Regions from separate parts of the Mus musculus genome. Here region 1 is linked to region 2. The links are chromatin contacts, called in public ChIA-PET maps. All regions are on one chromosome and are shown on one strand. The core of a region is the stretch at or near the end of the contact, and the rest is flanking DNA. Distances in the headings are between cores, read along the strand shown. Region 1 holds the start of Msto1 (misato 1, mitochondrial distribution and morphology regulator). Region 2 holds the start of 1500004A13Rik (RIKEN cDNA 1500004A13 gene).

Region 1 (2,798 bases), core at 250-2,749, 81 kb after region 2:
CTGAAGTTACAGCTGTGAGCTGCCTGATGTGGACCCTGGGAACTCAATGCAGAGTTCTGGAAGAACAGGTCCGACTCTTAACCTCTGAGCCAGTTTCTGGGTTCCCGCCAGTTCAGAGACAACGGTGCTTTTTCCAAAAACACTACTCTATGGCATTTACAGTGACTAGACACCTTTTACTGTGCATCGGAGAGCCACTGTGCTTGTAGCAGGTTTAAAGGTTTGGGACAGAGCCCCACCCCTCGTCATCACCTCTGCACTCAGAAGGCCCTGGAGGTTTGGGTTCTTTGGTTGGGCGTCATCTCTGTGTGTGCTGAGCTTCCCCTGCCTGAAAGAGTAAGAGTAAGCAGAGTTCTCCAGCCGTCTATGTACACACAGTGGGCCATGCTCACAGGAGCGGTACTTACCACGCTACTGCAGCCTCTAGCTGTCGGTCTCTGTAGAGGTTACCTTCTTCTTTTAGAGTGTTCAGACTACCTGCCCAGAAATGAAAGGCAAGGTTAAACCTAGGGGGTCATGTGATCAAGACTAAACTGATCACCTGTCAGGGAATATGGTGTGGCAGTTCCTCTCTACCTAGATGAGGTGTCCCTTTGTAGCCCTGAGTAGTTTCCAACAATACAGACAAATTGGTTTTGAACTCAGAGCTTCTACCTGCCTTGGCTGGGATTAAGGGCGTGCCCAACTACATGGCACTTGGATATACATTAGATGGGACAGGGAATATGGAATCCATCCTTCTCTCAAAAGCTGTGGTCCAGCCGGGCAGTGGTGGTTTACGCCTTTAATCCCAGCACTAGGGAGGCAGAGGCAGGCGGATTTCTGAGTTCGAGGCCAGCCTGGTCTACAAAGTGAGTTCCAGGACAGCCAGGGCTATACAGAGAAACCCTGTCTCGAAAACAAACAAACAAAAAAACAAAACAAGCTGTGGTCCGTCTGTAGGTGTGAGTGCAAGCAGCTTAACATTATACTGACAATTCCAGAGCCAGATCCTGAAGTAAACTTGCCTTTTCGACATCGTCGGGGGTTGTGCCCGATCCGGTATCTGAAGTGAACTGATGCTAGGGCCCTCGCACGCCACACGGGAAAACTTGGCTGAGCCCACCATCGCCTCACCTTTCAGATCCATTAGGATGAGTCGAGGCGTATAGGTTTCCTGGCCATGCAGTGTCCGGCCTGTTCTGTACAAGACGTCGGGGCACAGCTCGCCTGGCGACTCTTCGTCCTCGGCCATGCGTCCCAGCGCAGCATCCTGTAGGGGTCACAGGGCTGAGCGGAGGGGGAAGAGGGGCAGGGCCGGTACTGTCTGCGGGGAACGCCGGGCTGCCGCTAGGTGCCTGACCTGCTGGTTCCACCAGTGCGCCCCCACGAAACCCGCGAAATGTCCCAACTGCAGCGTGAGCACCTCGCGGGCCCCGCCCGCCATACCGCCGCTGCTCTTGGGCACTCCACTGCCGCCGCGGGCCCATCAGCCGGAGGGGGCGGCTCCCGCGCGAGCACGTGCTTTCCCGTTGGCCTCCCGATTCGTTGGTCTCCGAGGCCGCAGCTCACGCCCCGCCTCTTCCTCTTCTTGGAATGTAGGAAGCTGCCGCGATCGGCTGTTGTCTCTCCGTTCCTTCTGCGCCTCAGACTGTGGCGGGTCTGGCCAAGGTCATGGAAGGTTCTCTCACCTGCTTCTGTCTCTCTTCGCGCAGATGCCCCTCTCCTGTAGCTAATAATTCACGCGAGGGGATAAAAAAAATCTGAGGGGGAATTCGACTCCTCTGGATCCTCCCACTCACTTCCTTTTCCCATCTCTAATGTCCCAGCCCTGCTAAACCAGTGGGCTGGCCCCATGGTTCGGTTTCTGTTAGGTTCTGGGGAAGATTGTAGTCCCTTTCTCGCGTGTTCATGTAGTTTGATTGTACTTAAGTGCTCTTTTCATTTATTCTTTGACTTGGTTCGTTATTTTTATCTTTTTGAGATGGATTCTCAGTATGTAACCCCTGGCTGGCCTGAAATGACTGTGTAAAGCAGGCTGGCTTCAAACTCAAAAGAAATCAAGCCTCCACTTCCGGAGTGCTGGAATCAAAGGCCGTGCCACTGATAAGGTTGGGAACAGTCTTTTGTTTGCTTGTTTGTTTGTCTTGAGACAGGGTTTCTTTGTATAGCCCTGGCTGTCCTGGAACTCACTTTGTAGACCAGGCTGGCCTCAAACTCAGACATCTGTCTGCCTCTGCCTCCCAAGTGCTGGGATTAAAGACGTGTGCCACCATACCCGGCTGTGGGAACAGTCTTTTATGTTTTTATAAACGTTTGGCTATCCAATTTGTAGAGCGTTTCCAAGCCGCATGTGATGGCTGGAACCTGTAAGCCCTCCTAGGATGCGGAGAGAGATTATTCATCCTTGGCTCCGAAGCAAGTTGAAGGCTCACCTGACTGCATGAGACCATATCTAAGTTACAAAACAAACAAAACAAATTACTATTCCAAATGGCTTGCTCTGTTTCTTTTGGACCATCTAGTATTCACTTATGAATAAAATAAATGGGTCCAGGCAAAATCCTCGATGGGTTAAGGGGAGCTTGGGAGCTGCCAAGCCTGCAGACCAGAGTTCTAACCTGAGCACCCACAGGGTAGTACGGAACCAAATCCCTAGCTGTGTACATTATTCTGAACATAAGCACATTGCTAGTAAAATACTTAGAAAAATGCATCATATAGAACAGTATTTTAAAGAATGACTGCCTTTTAATTTTGAGATTTTTTTTTAGATTTATTTCTTTTTTTAAGATTTATTTATTATTATAAGTAAGTAC
Region 2 (2,733 bases), core at 54-2,553:
GACTTGGCCAAGCCTCTCTTGCTTTCTTTCCCACCTATTTACCACAGCACTTTCTGCCCCAGGGAGTGTAAAAGTGCTCTGAGAACCCAGAGGGCTAGGTCGCAGACCAGCCACTCCAAGATGACGTAATGCTTTCTGTGGTACACAAAGCAGCCTCCCCCGGGCTGGGCCTCTCCAGCCCCTCCCCCAGGCCAGGATTGCCTCCCTGGCCAGCACCAGCGCGGGTGAGTACCCCTATTTGAAAAGCCAGACCGGGAAAACAGGGAACAAAGGCCCCGGAAGGGGCGCCTAGGCACTGCCAGGAGGTTCAGAAATAGACATCACGTCATCTCTCCGCCCGGCGGCGCCAAGCGCCATTTGGTAACACCGCGAAGGACTACACCATTACGGTGCAGAAAGAAGCATGCAGGGCTAGCATTTTACCCCAGCCCTAGCAACCCTCTGACCGGCTTAAGGAGTGGCTTCATTTGTGCTCCCCACCCCCGCACCCTTCTTTCCCTGGAGGCCTCCGCCTCCCTTGGCTTCCAGCCATACAGCCCATAGTCTCCACGCTGCCATCTTGATGTCCCATCCCCCTCCCCACTTTCCTCTTCTGCAGCCCTCAGAAGTAGGAGGGGGAGGAAGGGGCACCGCCCTGTGTGCCCCTAGGGGGAGGGCTCCGCCTACCTCACCTCTCTTCCTCCAGAAAGAGGGGTGGGGGGGGGTTGTTCACATCCTCTGCAAGCTTGCCATTTCTCACCTCCAGACGTGCTGACAGTGCACCATCAAGGGTTTACCATCAAGGTTTTAGCGTCCTGGACCTGCCTATCCTCGGTGGCACTCTGCCCTTGCCAGAGCCTGCATCCCACAGCTGAAATTCAGAGGTTCTCCACAGCCTTCTACTCATGACCTCAGGCCCTATTCTGGCTGGGCTGGCAATGAGAGGGTCCCATTTGGACTTCACTCCCCGCCCATTCCTCAGCTATCTGGCATTGCAACGGCACTGATCGCCCCCAAATTAGTTTGTCAGGCTCTACTTACCAAAGCTGGGGCGTATATTTGTGATCTCAGCCATGTTGTAATCAGAGGCTGTTGATAGAAACACTTTTGCAGAGGTCAGACAACTTTGGGAATCTCGGTCAGTACCGAGGCCGCGGCTGTAGACCTCCAGATCAGGGGAGGGGAAGGTGCATGACCGATTGCCCCTGCAGTACGATCCCTGGTTGCTAGCTGCGCTTTCCTCTTAGATGCTCCAGGGATGCTCTGAGCTAAGGATGCAGGTGCAGTCAGACTGGTCCTGATGAGAGATAGGCTCCGCCTCTTCTGAAAGGCCCTTGGCAGAAGACTCCGCCTCTGCCCGAAAGATTCCGGAAGCTCTTCGAGAGAAGACCCCGCCCACTGCCGAGTTTTTCCGAGGATGAGTCTCCGCCCATTCACAGGCTGTGGGCGATTGTGGCTAAATTTCAAAGCCCAGTAAGAAGTGTGGGTGTTTAGCTAGCTCAGTCGCACATCCCTGTGACTATAGCACTCAAGTGGGTGAGGAAGGAGAGTCAAGGACAGTCTTGGATAGGTCTCCAAATACAGAAGGGCAGGAAGATAGTCGCTTTAGCGTCTTCTGAAGCTGTAATTCTAGTTGCCTGAGTTTATATAGCTAGAAGCTGAACCTTCTGGGTCCGAGGAGTTGAGAAAAGCAAAATTCTATACTGTTTCAGTATTGATGGCTATTATTTTAGCGCACTCCTGAAACAGTAAAGGCATTTATGGAAACTGACTAAAGATTGAAACCTGGGTAGAAGCAGAAGGATCAAGAGTTTCAGGCCAGTCTGACGTGTATAACAAGAACCTATCTCAGAAAAGCAGAGACAATAATAAAGACTTAAAGTCGGCTGGGCAGTAGTGGTGCATGCTTTTAAACCCAGTACTCTGGAGTATAAAACACCAGAAAATATGCAAAATAATAATAATAATAATGATAATAATAATGAGTCGCTTCACCCTGCTGCACATGCTCGGGTGGCTCTGACTTTAGATTGAGGACATGGGAACATGTGGCCGAGGTGAGGGCTCTTTCTCGGAACCTGGCTTTTCTCCGCAGTTGGAGATTCCTTTGTCTCTGCTAATGGCCTGTCGCCTTTCTTTTCCTTTGTAGGGTTTGGGTTTTGATTCCAAGATCAGGCCAGCTGTGACCAAAAGAGCGCTTTTGGTTTCTTAATGTGACCCCCCCCCCTCCCCAATGACAGAGAAGAGAAGTTGTGATTTTTCAAAAAGACAGTCTCTCTCAACCAGGCTGCTCTGCAACTCATTTGTTTAGCCAGCCTATACTGGACTGGAAATCTCCTATTGATAGGATTACAATCTCCTATTGAGCCACCACAGCCTGTCAAGAGTAATTTTAATTACATTTATTGACAGGGTCTTGGGTAATACAGACTGACCTTGAACTTACTGTGTAGTCCAGGCTGGTCTTGAACTCCTTTCAACACCTGCCAAATGCTAGTGTTACAGTCATAGACCACTCTGCCTAAAAAGTGTATTTTTTAAGTTAGAGAAACTACTAGAAAAGATGAATGAATTGATTTTTAAAGTTTCCTGATTATTTTTCCTAAGCATAATTTGTATCATCACTGAAACTCAAAACTTTTTTTTTTTAAATTATTATACTCAATTGGGAAACTGCTTTTATACTACTTGCAAGGAAAAGACCACTGCATTTTTAGTTAACCTGGTATTTGGAGGCTAAAGAGAGATAACTGG

Evidence for each region. ChIA-PET counts read pairs in DNA pulled down with a chosen protein or histone mark.
Region 1: an RNA polymerase II ChIA-PET map of memory CD8 T cells shows a contact between it and region 2, with 26 read pairs. The contact joins the promoter of Msto1 here to the promoter of 1500004A13Rik in region 2. A contact is called at or near these places in 2 of 39 promoter capture datasets (cranial neural crest and frontonasal cranial neural crest), 4 of 115 datasets of contacts at active chromatin or transcription factors (effector CD8 T cells, embryonic stem cells and memory CD8 T cells) and 2 of 9 other capture datasets (adipose tissue and liver).

The regions. Positions count from the first base shown.
Region 1 is chr3:88,912,451-88,915,248 of GRCm38.p6, forward strand. Msto1 (misato 1, mitochondrial distribution and morphology regulator) reads right to left here and starts at 1,500. Exons shown (of 14, transcript NM_144898.2): 1 at 1,343-1,500; 2 at 1,117-1,252; 3 at 408-477; 4 at 253-328. The coding sequence starts at 1,426.
Region 2 is chr3:88,831,244-88,833,976 of GRCm38.p6, forward strand. 1500004A13Rik (RIKEN cDNA 1500004A13 gene) reads right to left here and starts at 1,304. Exons shown (of 3, transcript NR_160680.1): 1 at 1,021-1,304.